2 separate regions of the Sus scrofa genome follow, and region 1 is linked to region 2. A link is a contact called in public HiChIP or PLAC-seq data. All regions are on one chromosome and are shown on one strand. The core of a region is the stretch at or near the end of the contact, and the rest is flanking DNA. Distances in the headings are between cores, read along the strand shown. Region 1 holds the start of YTHDF1 (YTH domain-containing family protein 1). Region 2 holds the start of SLC17A9 (solute carrier family 17 member 9).

Evidence for each region. HiChIP or PLAC-seq counts read pairs in DNA pulled down with a chosen protein or histone mark.
Region 1: an H3K27ac HiChIP or PLAC-seq map of alveolar macrophages shows a contact between it and region 2. The contact joins the promoter of YTHDF1 here to the promoter of SLC17A9 in region 2. A contact is called at or near these places in 1 of 5 promoter capture datasets (fetal skeletal muscle) and 1 of 2 datasets of contacts at active chromatin or transcription factors (alveolar macrophages).

The regions. Positions count from the first base shown.
Region 1 is chr17:62,339,953-62,346,915 of Sscrofa11.1, forward strand. YTHDF1 (YTH domain-containing family protein 1) reads right to left here and starts at 1,360. Exons shown (of 5, transcript XM_021078235.1): 1 at 1,236-1,360; 2 at 936-960. The coding sequence starts at 1,262.
Region 2 is chr17:62,180,854-62,187,797 of Sscrofa11.1, forward strand. SLC17A9 (solute carrier family 17 member 9) reads left to right here and starts at 5,261. Exons shown (of 13, transcript XM_021078237.1): 1 at 5,261-5,454. The coding sequence starts at 5,396. GID8 (glucose-induced degradation protein 8 homolog) reads left to right here. Exons shown (of 5, transcript XM_021078239.1): 5 at 1-254.

The DNA of each region.
Region 1 (6,963 bases), core at 110-2,609, 160 kb after region 2:
GTCATCCCAGAGCTAATCAGAACGGTGACACTAAACTTTCAACAACTCAGCTTACGTTTTTGGTAAAAATTAATTGTAGTTTGGTATATGGTGACAAAACAGAGGTACAGACAAAACAATGCAAGCAACTGGTAGCTGGGTTTTGGTGAGGAGGAGGTGGTCTGAGGCTGCTGTGTGCCGGACAGAGACGGTGCTTCCGAAAGCCCGACTGCACACGCAGAGCACAGGAAACAGCGCAGTGGAGCCGGGAAGCGTGTAGCTGCAGTGTTTCTGAACTACCACCTGGCCGTGCTTATTTGCCACTGTCACAACGCTCAGCCAGGAAAGGAAGGGAGAAGGACACAGGGGCTGGGCCTCGTCCAATCTGAAAACACGAGGGACCGGATCTGGTTCTGCTCACGCAGCACACACACCAACTGCAGTCTTCTGAGGAAAGACCCAGCGGCACCATGGGAGGGAGGGAGCTCCGGGAGTGCGTTTTGGGGGTCTGGCCCCAGCCAGGACATCCCAAGAGATTGTAAAGACTTAGGAAGCGGGCGGGTTTCACAGGGTGAGGCCACCAGCTCACCCGGGTAAGGCCAGACCAGGTAGGGCCAAGGTCTGGCGGTCACCCCGGAGCCAGCCCCACACCTGGAGCTGCAGACAGACAGGCAAGTGGCGGCTCCCTGGGCTCCTTCCCCACCTAATCAACCCGCTGGCCGTGGGGGAGAAGGATGGAAGTGCTCAAAGCACCTATTTTCCTACTGCTTGAAAAGCCCCTGCTTTAGACCTGTTACCACTCCCCAACAACTGGGAAGTTTCACCTCCCCTAAGCTAAGGGAGAGAAACCGCGATTCCGGGCGCCCCTGCCCACACCTGTTTTTCCCCCACGTGTGCGCCCGGCCCTCGGCGAGCTCCGCTCCAAAGCCTGCGCGGACCGTCCCGACCGCACTCACCTTTAGTATCCTGTCCTTTCGTTCTCTGCTTCGCCACAGGCCCGGACGGTGGGAGCGGACAGAACCCGAGGAAGGGAAATACAAAGTTATTCGCAAGAACCCTTCCAGGCGGGCGGCGCGCTCTGGCCTGAACGGCCCACGGTCCCAGGCGACGCCCACCCGGCTCCCGGCTCCGAGCCCCCCGCCCTGCGACCCGTGCCTCTGGCCCTGGGCCCCGCGACCCCGGCCCGGCCCCGTGACCCCGACTCCTGTCCCCGCGAGCCCAAGCCCCCGGCCCTGCGACCCCGGTCCCGCTGCTACCTGGGGGTCCACGCTGGTGGCCGACATGCTTCATGAACAGCCGGCGCGGCGCGGGGCCGGGGCACCCGCCGGCTCGGGCCTCCCCGCGAGGCCGGGCCTGTCACCCGCGCTCTCGCGGCCCCGCGCCCGCCGCCTCCTTCCCGGGCGCTGGTCGGCCGGGCGGCGGCGGCGGCGGCTGCTGGGCGCGCGGGCCGCTTGCGGACCGGCGCAGCCTGGCGACCAGGACGGGACGCACTGACGAGGAGCGGATTCCAATGGCGGCTGCAGCGGCGGCGGCGGCGGCGGCAGCGACGGCAGCGACGGCGGCGGCGGCTGCGGCGGCAGCGGCCGGGACGAGGCTGAGCGACGTAAGCGCGCGCGGGGCAGGCCGGGAGGCCGACGGGCCGCCACGCGCCGCGCCTGCGCGCCGCCACCCTGCGGGACGGATCTCGCGCCTGGGTCCCAGTCTCGCGCGGCGGGGCAGGGCGAGCCCGGGAAGTCACGTGGGCGGGTCCAGAGGCTCACGGGGGGCGGGGGAGCAGCGCGGCAGGTGTGCACCTGTTGGGTCTCAGGGCCGCAGCCATCGCGAAGGCGGTGATGCTGCGGCAGCAGGGCGGCGCGTGCCAGCGCGGGGTGGCGCAGCCCGATGGCACCCCCTCGCTGGTGCCCGAGAGGTGAAGAAGCGCGGCCAGTGACCGCAGCCGCTCACTTATTGATTGCCAGTTACAGCAGGCTGCAGTCCACTGTAGCCCGCAGCTCGCCCCAGACGCCCGCCGGCATCCTCAGAGGGACACCCAGGCTCTGAGCTTTGCGGTCCTGGACTTCTGCAGCCTCTGTCCCCGTGGAGCCCTGGGCTCTGGCCTCACTGAGGGCGCTGCTTTGTGAGCGCTCTCTTGGGTCTCCAAGGGGCTCCCCAGTTTATAACCAATTTGCACGTTAGAGCCTCAACCCAGATTTCACCACAGGGAAGAAAAGAGCTCAGCCCTGCACCGGGCCCTGGTCCAGGAGCCTTTTGGTCTCTGTTCAGGGATGGACAGCCCCTCCTTGGCTCCACCTTCCTGAAGGGTGGCCGGTTCTCGCTCCCCACTCCCATGCCACCCCACACAAGGTCCCCAGCCTGGATGCCCCTTGGGGCTCCCCGGCATGGCTCCTTTCCCAGCTCTCCCAGGTACACCATCTTCTCAAGGCCCAGATCTCATGTTGTCCTCGTCCTGCTGAGGCTCAGAGGCCTGGAATGCTGGCTCGCTCAGCTTCTGGTAGCCCGAGGTGTCCCTGGCTCTCTGCCTCCGTCATCACACAGCCTTCTCCCTGTGTCATGTCTCTAAATCACCCTCCTCTTCTAGGAGGCGCTCTGATCCACTGTGACCTCATCTTACCTCCATTCTATCTGCAGGGATGCTGTTTTCAAATGAGGGCCCACTCTCAGATACCAGAGAGACAGGAATCTTTTCCAGGGGGCCACCGTTCAGCCAGCACAGGGATCACAAGTGATGTCAAGTAAAAAATCTGGAGCCACGCTCCAGGGCCGGAGGTGTGGAAGTTCAGATTCACAAACGAGAGGCCTGAGGAGGTGCGGTGCCACCGGCCAGGGTGCGGCAGGCAGGACCCGATAGCTACAACCTGGGCCCACCCCAGGCTGCCTCCCCGCCAGCTGGGAAATCTGGCAGTGTATTCCTCACGGATCTCAGCGAGGGGAGAGGGTGAGGGCCACCCAGAGCAGGGAACGTGAAGATCCCCAAAGGCTCTATGTAGGGACCGTGGTGGCCCAGCACAGGGGGCTGAGGCCCCCAGACCAGTGCCAGGGGGAGGCTTTTCCTCCACCAGGCCTGAGCACACCGGAAGGACGGAGTCCGGAGCCTGGACCTGAGCTTCCTGTCATGCAGGTGGTCACTGCCATGGTCTGGCTATGAAGGGAGTGAGAGAGAAACTGCCCCAGTCTGGCCCACCTAGCCCAGCTCCTCTGCAGCTGGAGGCCCAGGCCCTGCAGCTGGGAGAGCAGCTCGTGGCACAGGGAGGAGGGTAGGACCGTTGGTGACACTGACTAGCTCAGGCTTTGGCACGGCACAGGGCGGGATCTTTAGGGCAAGGGTGGCCCAGCTCTGGGTCTGTGCTGGGGCCAACAGACTCGCCCCCTGCCCGGAACGTTGCCCCTGCCCTTGGCACCTGATCCCTGTCATCCTTCACTTTGCAGAGCGGCCCAGTCCATGCAGGCACAAGGCGCAGGGGCCTTCTGTCACGAGTGTCTGCTGGCAGAGACAGCCCACTCCATCCTGCGCTCTCCCCCGCAGGTGCCCCTTCCTGCTGTACCCAGCACGTTTGGGATTTTCTGAATATTTCCAGCATTGATTTAAGGAGGTTTGACTTTCTGTTTATTTCAAAGGCGTGTAGGTGCGTGGTCAAAAGCCTCATCTGTGTACAAAGTGGGAGGCAGAGGGTCCTTCCCACGCTGCTCGGGTTCCAGCCTCACTGGCCCCAAGGCACGTGCACACTTGTGCAAGGGCACCAGGACAGGGGGTCCCGCAGGTGGCATCACCGGTCAAAGCGCACTCGCACGGGCCACCTGCATGGTCTTAGATCTGGCACGTCATCCCCCAAAGAGGCATGACGAGCTGCCAGCGGGGACACTTTCCAGCGAGCTGGGGGCGGGGCCTCAGGGTGTCGGCCCCGAGGTCAGGCGAGCCCTTGGCTGAGCAAACCATCCCCTGGACGTTGGACAGGGCGCACCTGACAGCCGGCCTCCGGGGTCTGCGCAGAAGACGCCTGCCCCCTGGCTGGGCGACAGAGGTGCCCATGCTGCTGTCGGCCACTCCCCGGCCCCCTTCTCACTGACACTCAGGGCTCAGCCCTGCCGGAAGCCCCTTCACACCCCCACAGACCTGCTCACCTTCTCAGGCTCTTCCTGCTCCCAGCTCAGGAATAAGCTTGACGCACCTCCTGTGATTTACAGTTTTGACACTGATTCTCTCTAAATAACTCGCCGGGTCCCTGATTCCATACGTGTTAACTGAGCGCTTCCCTCCACCCTGCAGACGTGGGAGCTGCGGATATGAGCCTGATCACTCAGTGCCTGCCGTGCACCAGGAACCAGGGATGCTGGAGGGCAGAGAATGAGCCTCCTGCTGCCCATGAGGAGGGAGGGACAGGGATAAACTGGGCACCTTGGATCAGCGCCGAGATGGAGCCAGGAGGGGAGCCGTCGCAGACCTGAGGCTCAGGATGGGCAGACTGGGAGCCAGGGCACAGAGGTAGCTGCCTGCCTGCTGGAGGGGGAGCTCCCGCAGCCCCGGCCACGCCTGTGTCTGCTGCTGAGTGCTGGGAAGACCCAGCTGGGTGTGTGGGATGCGCCATCTGACGGGCAGGGAACACACCAGCAAGGCAGAGGCCGTCTGGGTTCCTGGAGCAGCTAAGCCTCTCGGAAGTTAGAGAGCTTGCCCAGACCACACCGCTGCTCCGTGACCACAGGAGGACTTTGGCCAGCTCCTGGCACTGGCAGCAGCAGTGTCCTCGGCAGACACCCTCCCCGAGGGGCCCCACAGCCATGCCCCCCCCCACTGGCCATGCCCATCAGCTCTCCCTCCCTGCTTTGCCAGGAGCTGCTTTTGCAGTGTTTTAACTCCACTTGGCCAAGGGTGCCTTCTGTCAGCACCAAACTGTCCCCAGAGACATGCCAGGTGGCCTGGGGCCTGGATGTCTCACAGGTGCAGGAGCAGAACGCACCTGCCCGGTGGTTGCTGCAACACTGGGGGCTAGATTGCTCTGCAGCAGAGTTCCAACTCGGGTGGCTTCGACCTTGGCAGTGAGAATGTGCGGGAAGCTTCCAGGCCAGCAGGGCCACCGCAGCACAGGGCAAAAGCTTGGGGCCTTGCTCCCCAGGCAGGAGGAGGCCTTCCCTTCCTGCCACCAGCTCTCTCGGGACCCGGTGGCCTTCGGTAGTTGACGTCGAATGTCCCGCTCAGGGAGGGCGCTCACAGAGGGGCACGTGCCCTCCTAGGCACCTAGGCCCATCCCTGCCGGTCGGTGTCCTTCCATGTTCACCCCAGACTCCCGCTGGGGCGTGGGGCAGTGATGGTCACTTGGCGGGGACAAGGGAGTGGGCAGCTGAGAATCCATCCTGGAGGAGGGGCATTGGGAGGCCCTGAGTCCCTGACATGTGCCCCATTGTCCCACCGATGGCACTTTACAAAACATAACTTCAAAGATAAAGTATCAGCCATGTCAGGGAGTTCCCTGGAGGCCCAGCGGTTAAGGATCTAGTGTTGTCACTGTTGTGGCATGGGTTCGATCCTCGGCCCAGGAACTTCCACATGCCATGGGGGCAGCCAAAAAATGTTAAAAGTATTAAGAATGTCAAGATGGGAGTTCCTGTTGTGGCGCAGTGGTTAACGAATCCGACTAGGAACCATGAGGTTTCGGGTTCGGTCCCTGCCCTTGCTCAGTGGGTTAATGATCCAGCGTTGCCGTGAGCTGTGGTGTAGGTTGCAGACGCGGCTCGGATCCCGTGTTGCTGTGGCTCTGGCGTAGGCCTGTGGCTCCAGCTCCGATTCAACCCCTAGCCTGGGAACCTCCATATGCCGTGGGAGCGGCCCAAGAAATAGCAACAACAACAACAACAAAGACAAAAAGACCGAAAAAAAAAAAAAAGAATGTCAAGATGGTAACCACAGAGCTTTAAACACCAAGCGCCAGCCCATCGGAGCGCAGGTTGAATGCCCGAGGCCCCAGGACGCCATGAGCACGCTCCACTACAGGTCCCCAAAGAGTGGGGAATGCGGGAGCCCGTGTGGCCACAAAAGCGGGGGAGGAGCGGGGGGGCCAATGTGACGAGACCGCACAGAGATGCCTCGAGGGCTCCAGGTGGCCTGGGATGGGCGGGGCCTCGATGGCTGGGCCAGGTGCCCGGGGAGGGCAGCGGTGGGAGGGGAATGAGGGTGAGCAGGGCCAGCTGGGGGGGTCGTTCGTGGAGGGCAGGTGAGGAGAACTACGTGCCCACCGCCACCTCCTGTGGGAGGAGGGGAGCCCAGGGCCCGCGGCAAACGGCCTGGAGTGGGGCCGACTCTCTGTGCGGCTGGCCAGCCGTCTCTTTGCATGCCAGCCTCACCCCTCCTGTCCAGGGACACATCCGGCTCAGTCTGGGGTGGCCCCCTCGGTCCCTGCGGTCAGGGGGGGCCTGGCCGACTGGAACCATGAGCCCCACCCGGGACAGCAGCCGAGCTATGAGCACAGGAGCGGTCAGCGGCCACCTTGGCCTGGAGATGGTGCCGCCTGGAAGCAGAGCCCAGTGGGGCAGAAGGGGCAGGCCTGGTTGATCCCCAAGCGGTCACCATTGGGCTTTTGGTCACATGAACAAATACTTTTCACTTTTGCTGCAGCTTTGCGTTTCTGTCACCTGCTGCTGAGAGTCCTGACCGTGGTGATGGTGGGTGCATGATATGCCAACCTCAGGCCCAAGCCAGACACACAGCCCCACTCGGCCAGCCCCCCCTGGCTGCCTCCAGGCTCCCCCGCCTGCCCCTCACAGCCCTGCACCTTCATACACCGCGGGTCCCCGAGAGGACCCACCCCACACACGTGCCCGTGAGCCTCCCACCTGCTGTTCCCTCTGCCTGGGACACCCTTCCCTGGCCCTGCCCAGCACACTCAGCTTCTCCTTCATTCTGAGGAGCCCCCGGAGTCTGGAGCCCCCCCAAGTCTGCCCTTCCCTCCTGCGGCTCCCTTAAGCCTCTCGATTATTCTAGGGAGCCGGGGCCCA
Region 2 (6,944 bases), core at 4,011-6,510:
GCTGGAAGAAAAATATTAAGGAAGAAGAGAGAGAACTATACACTTTTTGAAAAGCACCAGGCCATTCAGCTTATTTCTAATCCTTTATCATGAGCGTGTATAAGACTGTTTCCATGCACAGTTAGCACATAGTCAATTTGACCCGTCTTTGAAAGCAGACGGTCTGAGATGCATGTTACCAGCAGCAGGTGTCCATAAACCATCAGGACCTGTGTGGGTTTGTCTCCTGCCTGATCCCATTAAATGGTTATAGTTAAGTTGGTTGTTTTTTCTTTTTGTTTGTTTGTTTGTTTGTTTTTGTCTTTTTAGGGCCACACCCATGGCATGTAGTGGTTCCCAGGCTAGGGGTCCAATTGGAGCTACAGCTACCGGCCTGCACCACAGCCACAGCAACACGGATCTGAGCCACATCTCTGACCTACACACAGCTCACGGCAATGCCAGATCCCCAAGCCACTGAGCGAGGCCAGGGATCGAACCTGTGGCCTCATGGATACTAGTTGGATTCGTTTCCACCGAGCCACAACCGGAATTCTGGCTGTAGAAAGTCTTTGTATTTTATTTGCCAGCTCACTCAGTAGCTTGATGAGCCAGTGCCAAAACAGGTGAGCTGGGCGCTGGTGCGACGCGGGGGTTCAGAGAGTCTTCTCAGCTTCCTTACCTTGCTTTAAGGGGTTTAGCTCCTCCTGAGAGGGCTGCAAACCCTCAAGGGGGCAGCTTTGCAGACTCTCCTGTTTCCTCCTCTTTGCGGTCTCTTTGCCGCAAGCAGATCAACTTCAGACCTTTCCAGAAAGCGAATGCTCAGTGTCTGCACCCTTCTGCCCCCTCGGTGGTGTTTGTTAAAATGTCATATTTTACAGGGGTCGTTTATTTCTTCCATGCTTTCTTGTGGAAAGTGCGTTGTGGGAGTTCTCTTTGTGGCTCAGTGGAAACGAACCTGACCAGCATTCCTGGCCTTGCTCAGTGGGTTAACGATCCAGCCTTGCCGTCAGCTGGGGTGTAGGTCGCAGACGTGGCTCGGGTCTGGCGTGGCTGTGGCTGTGGTGGAGGCCGGCGGCTACAGCTCCGATTCGACCCCTAGCCTGGGAACCTCCATATGCTTCAGGTGCAGCTCTAGAAAGTCCCAAAGTGCCTTGAGATAAAGGGAGAATATTCTGGTACCCTGTGTTCCTGATAATGAAGTCACTGCAGGAAAAACCCTGGTTTGGAATCTTCTCAAGTGCGGGGATTGTTGTAAAGCAAGTGAGAACCAATGTGTTTGCCATTTGAATTAAGGTTCCCAGGTTCTAGGAAAGTCGGCTCTTTGCTGGGCCCGGGGCCGGCCTGCACGGAGACCCCGGCCCCGCCTGTCTCCATCCTGCCAGGGGGCCGCTTTCCTAAAGCGCTGCGTCTGTGAGCGTGGGCAGCGGGGGACCCGGGCCCTCGGAGGGGACTGCACACACAGCACATCAGAGCTGGTGCCGCCGTCAGGGTGGCGGAGCAGGGCTCCCTTCTGGGTGGTTCGGCCAAGTTCGGTCTGAACAGAAGACCAGGCTGAGCCGCTCGGGCGGGGCGTCCCCGGGAGGGCAGCGCTCTGGCCTTTTTTTTCTTTTTTTAATTCTACTGAGAACAGTGGCCTTCCAGAGTTGTGTTGATTTCAGGTGCACAACAAAGCGAGTCAGTTATACTCAGATTCTTCTCCCACAGCGGGGCCCACACGGTGCTGAGCAGGTAGCCCTTTGGCTGTGCTGCGGGTCCTGTTAGCGCTGTGGGTACCGAGCAGCGTCCAGCCGTCCCCTCCCCCGTTTACCGCCCCCCCCCCCCCCACGATTCCCCGCTGGTCACTGTAAGCTTGGTCTCTGTATCATTGAGCTGGATCCTGTTTTGAGGGTCCGACTGCACCCTCTCTGTTAGATGCCGCGTGTGGGTCCCACGTGCTCTTTGCCGTGTCTAACTCACTTGGCTCAGTGTGATCGCTGCCGGGACTTGTCTTATTCTCACACGTGCACGTCACGCACGACACGGTGTCTTTGGTTCAGAAACGCCTTGCTTTTTCGGATTGGCGGGCGCGTGTTTGGCGAGCATCGGTCGTGTCAGACGCTGCGTGAAACAGTCCCCGTCCTGGCACTTTGCACGCCTTCGAGCCTGTGATTCCCCACGATTCCTGTGGGGCGTGGGTGGGGCCCCCAGGATCTTTTGAGAAATGCAGGACAGGCCACTCGTGCCGCCTGTTCTTAATCTCATGGCAAAAGTTTCATGTTTTTCTCAGAGTGTCATCTGAAAGCTCGTTGTTTTCCTCCCATGAAGATGCTCGGAACAAAGAATTAAGTGTCATGTAACGCGTTCTCCGTGGGGGTTGAAAGAGTGGGAGGGAGCTCCGGCCTCTGCCGTGGCTCTGTCCCACCCGGAAGCCTGCCCTCTGTTCTCCACGCCCGTAAGGTTCAGTTTTCCGGGAGTTCCCACTGTGGCTCCACGGTCATGAACCCGACTAGCATCCATGAGGATGCAGATTCGATCCCTGGTCCTCCTCAGTGGGTGAAGGCTCCGGCGTTGCCGTGAGGTGTGGTGTAGGTCACAGAGGCAGCTCGGATCCCGCGTGGCTGTGGCTGTGGTGTAGGCTGCCAGCTGCAGCTCCGATTTGACCCCTAGCCTGGGAACCTCCATATGCCGCTGGTGCGGCCCTAAAAAAATAAATTAATTAAATAAACAAAATTAAGGTTCAGTTTTGTGGAGGCAGTGGAGCTGGTCAGGCTGCCCGCCCTGTGACCTGAAGCTGAATTAGAAGGTCCTAAGTCATTGTCATTGCTTATGAGAGTTTCCAAATCTTCAAAGCAGAGGGGCTGCTCTGGCACCTGGCGCTCCACCGTGTGCTCGTGCCCGTGCCGAGGCCCAGGGGCCTACCGGCGCTCTCAGGGTCCGGAACAGCCTCCCTGGAAGGCGGCCCAGGACCCTGGACAGAGCCTTGCTGAAGCCCCAGGGCCTGGCCTCGCGCTCGGCAGCTGTGGGCTCCCCGCTCGTGGGGCCTGCCGTGTGCCCTGGACACGGCCGCTGTCATTGTCCGCCTGAACCTCGGGAGCCCGTTGTTGGATGGGGCTGAGGTAACTCACAGAGGCCCCTCGAAGCCAGAGCGCGTGTCCACCCTGGCCGCCAGTACCGTCGAGGGCCGCTTCCCTCTCCGGATGTGGTGCTTGGCCTGGCGGCTCTGGCTGCCCTCCGAACCTTCTGCCTCACCCAGGACCGAGGCCCTGCCAGCCTGGGGTGTCTGGAATCTGTCGGGTGCTCCCCTGAGCCCTGCTGTCAGCTTCCTCACCCAGCCCGGACCCTGAGTTCTGCGCCCACCCCTCCCAGCCTGGCCGGAGCCCCCCACGCCGGGCCCGGAGTCCTCCCACCTCAGCCCTGGCCCCTGAGCCATCCACACAGCAGCCAGGGTGATCCTGTGACACCCCCCCCCCCAGCTTTGTCCCATTTCCCTTGCCCCCGGGTCCAGCGGCCTGGAGCTGGCCTCCAGCCCGCCCGCACCTTCCCTGCTCTCAGCCGGGACTCCTGCACCTTTTCGGGGACACCAGCAGCCCCTCCTGTTGCAGGCCCTGCCCGTGCCCCCGGTCTCCTTCTTGTGTTCTCTCTCTGCCCGGATCGTCAGCTCCAGGAGGACAGGGGCGTGGGGAAGTGACAAATGTCCACCATGACGTAGTTCCGGGTCTTTAGACGGAATCGTGGAAGAGCCTCGGGCGGCAGATGCGAGGGGAACTGCCCGAGGCAGGGGAGCTGTGCGGTGCTCACCCGTCCGCCTCAGCCGTGGGCTGTTTGGGGATGAGCCGCTCCAGCTCCCCGCCGTCTCTCTGGTCCCTGGAGCATCGTGTGGACCACAGAAGGGCGGAACGAAGGGCCGGCGTGTACGAGTTCGGCGCGAGGCCCGGGGCGCCGCAGAGGCCCGGCCTGGGGAGGACACAGAGGAGCTGGAGGGAGTGGAAGGGGGGCCCAGGGTGTAGGGTGTCAGGTTCTGGTAGGAGGGGCTCCTACGTGCGGGGGGGCTGAGTCGGCCAGGGTGCTGTGCGGAGGGCAGGCAGAGGTGGGTCAGGGTGGAGGCGGGTTGTGGGCGTGAGAGGTGGCAGCTGGGTGAAGCAGACCTGGCCAGAAGCCCACTCGCCGTGGCCGTCCCAACCTTCGCAGCCCCTCCACCCTGGCTGTGCCTGCCACATGGGCCAGGCCACTGTGCCCTGGAGCACGAGGGTCCGTGGGACCCAGTGCACAGGGCCTGGCAGGCGACTGAACCCAGAAGTTTTTTTTTTTTTTTGCTATTTCTTTGGGCCGCTCCCGCGGCATATGGAGGTTCCCAGGCTAGGGGTCGAATCAGAGCTGTAGCCACTGGCCTACACCAGAGCCACAGCAACGCAGGATCCGAGCCGCGTCTGCAACCCACACCACAGCTCACGGCAACGCCGGATCCTTAACCCACTGAGCAAGGCCAGGGACCGAACCCGCAACCTCATGGTTCCTAGTTGGATTCGTTAACCACTGCACCACGACAGGAACTCCAGAAGGTCTTTTTTTTTTTTTTTTTTTGCTTTTTAGGGGCACATCCACGACATGTGGAGGTTCCCTAGCTAGGGGTTGAATCCCACCTGTAGCTGCCAGCCTACACCACAGCCACAACAAAGCGGGATCCGAGCTGCGTCTGCGACCTACACCACAGCTCATGGCAATGCTGGATCCTTAACCCCCTGAGCAAGGCCAGGGATCAAACCCGCAACCTCATGGTTCCTAGTCGGATTCGTTTCCACTGTGCCGCATCATGAACTCCCCAGAAGGTCGCCGTGAAGGGCTCAGGCCCCTGGTTGAGCACTGGCTGCCCAGCTTCCTTGGGCTGGTCCAGGGGCAAGGCGGAGCCCACCTGCCGAGCGAGGTCTGCTTTAGAAACGGGTTGCCCCCGGAGTCGGCTGCCCTCTCGGGGGGAAGGAGACCCTCCCACCTGAAGCCTCCGCAGCCCCATGAGCGGAGGACCCCCGCGCCCGCGGGCTGTGCGCAGGGCACGCAGGTTCCCCGCCCAGCAGCGCGGTGGAGCCAGGCTCCCCGCCGGCGCAGCCCCGCCCGAGCCCCATCCTTCCTGGGCCGGCAGCGGAGCGCCCGCGACGTTCCGGACGCCAGTGCCGCGGGGCCGAAGCCAGGCGGCGCGAGGGTTCCACCCGCCCGCGGGCCCGCGAGGCCCGGCCTCCCCGACGGACGTGAACGGGGCGGGGACCTGAGCTGCGCGCCCCGCCCGCCCGCCGCGGTGGCCGTCCGGGGGCGACACGTCCTGGGAGCGCGCCGGACGGAAGCGCCGCTGGGACTGACACGTGGACTTGGGCGGCGCTGCCCGGTGGGTCGGCCGGGCGCGAGCGGGGCCCCGGACACGCCGCGCCCGCGCCGTCCGCGCCCGATGCAGCCGCCCGCGGACGAGGCCCGCAGGGACGGGGCCGAGGACGCCCAGTGGTCCAGGTGGGGCCGCGCGGGGCTGGGGCGGCGGTCAGGGGACGGGCGGGCGTCCGGGGGGCGCGCACCTCCGGCCGCGTCGCCGGCGGGGGGCCGGGACACTCCTCCCTTCCACTGGGTCGCAGGGCGGGGAGGGTCCCCTGAGCGCGCTCTCCTGGCCGGGGTCTGGGGGCGTTGCAGGGAGGCCTGCGGGGACGGGGCCGTGTTCTGGGCAGCGCAGAGGGAGCTGCCCGGTAGGACCATACACATCTGCCACCCAGGCCCCCTGTGACCACCCACCTGAGGGCCACCTGTAGCTGCAGGGCAGTCACTGGGCTGGTGGGGGCCACACCCTGGAACCTGGGGCAGATGGCTGCCTCCTGCCATTAAGTGCCAGCCGGGTGATGGGAACCAGGGCCCCATGGGGGTGTCAGTGGTGGGGGAGAAAGAGCCCAGGCAGGTCACCACTGCTTGTCCTGGTGTTTCCACCACCTGCTGCCACGTGCAGGGGGCCTTGGGACAGGGGCTTGGTTCCTGAATGTGACTCACAAGAACTCAAACCCCCGAGGAGCCCCCACACCACCCACTTGGGGCTCAGCGGTCCCTTGGGTTCTGTGGGCTGAGGCCCCTTTTCAAGCCAGAGGACCCCAGGCCTGAAGTCAGGCCCTGTGAGTCCAGCTCCTAGTCCTCCGGGAGCCGGCTGTCCGGGGCCTTCCCCTGCCCTGCAGGAAAGCCCCAAGGGACAGCCCCGGAGGCTGGGCAGAGAAGTGGGCAAAGCCGGCGGGGGTCAGGTCACAAGAAGCCCTCTGAAGCCAGAGGCTCTGCGAGGCGGGGCAGGGCACGGTGCCCTGGGGGAGAGCTCAGTGCCTGGGTGGGCGCCCAGATCCCAGCAGCGGTCTCCTTGCCAGGTGCCTGTGGGTGCGGGAGGGTGGCACAGAGGTGTGCCGGGGCCAGGGAGCACCCTGCCGCCTGCCTCCACTTACTTCCTCCCACCCCACCCTGGCGGTTGCCAAGGCCAGGCACTGCCCTGACCCAGGTGGCAGGCAGGCTTTGCAGCCAGCTAGGTGGAGAGAGCTGGGGCCTCAGCAGTCCCCCCTTGCAGGCTGCGATCTTATGGACCTGGCTGCCTTTGCCTCCATGCCCAGTTTAGGAAGGAGCCCTGGCAGATGGGGGCCCTGGGGGGTGGGGCTCGGCGGGAAAAGGCTGTTCACACCCCCGAGTGGATAATGGTCATGAGAGTTGTCACAAGTGCTCCTGTGTGTGGCTGCTGCCTGGGTGCCCCCTGCGTGGACAACTGCGGAGGCGGAGGCAGCCGGCCACCTTGGCCCCGAGCGCTTTCCCTGGCGGCCGCCCTCTGCCCTCGGCACTGGCGCATTTCCCTTTTTTGAATGGAGGGGCCATGTGACCTCCTGTTTGCTCAGCCGTGGATGCATCTCAGGGGCCATTTGCGGGAGGCAGAAGGTTCTAGAAAGTTTGCAGGAAGCATCCTGAAGAGCTGGGGCACAGACCTGGGACTC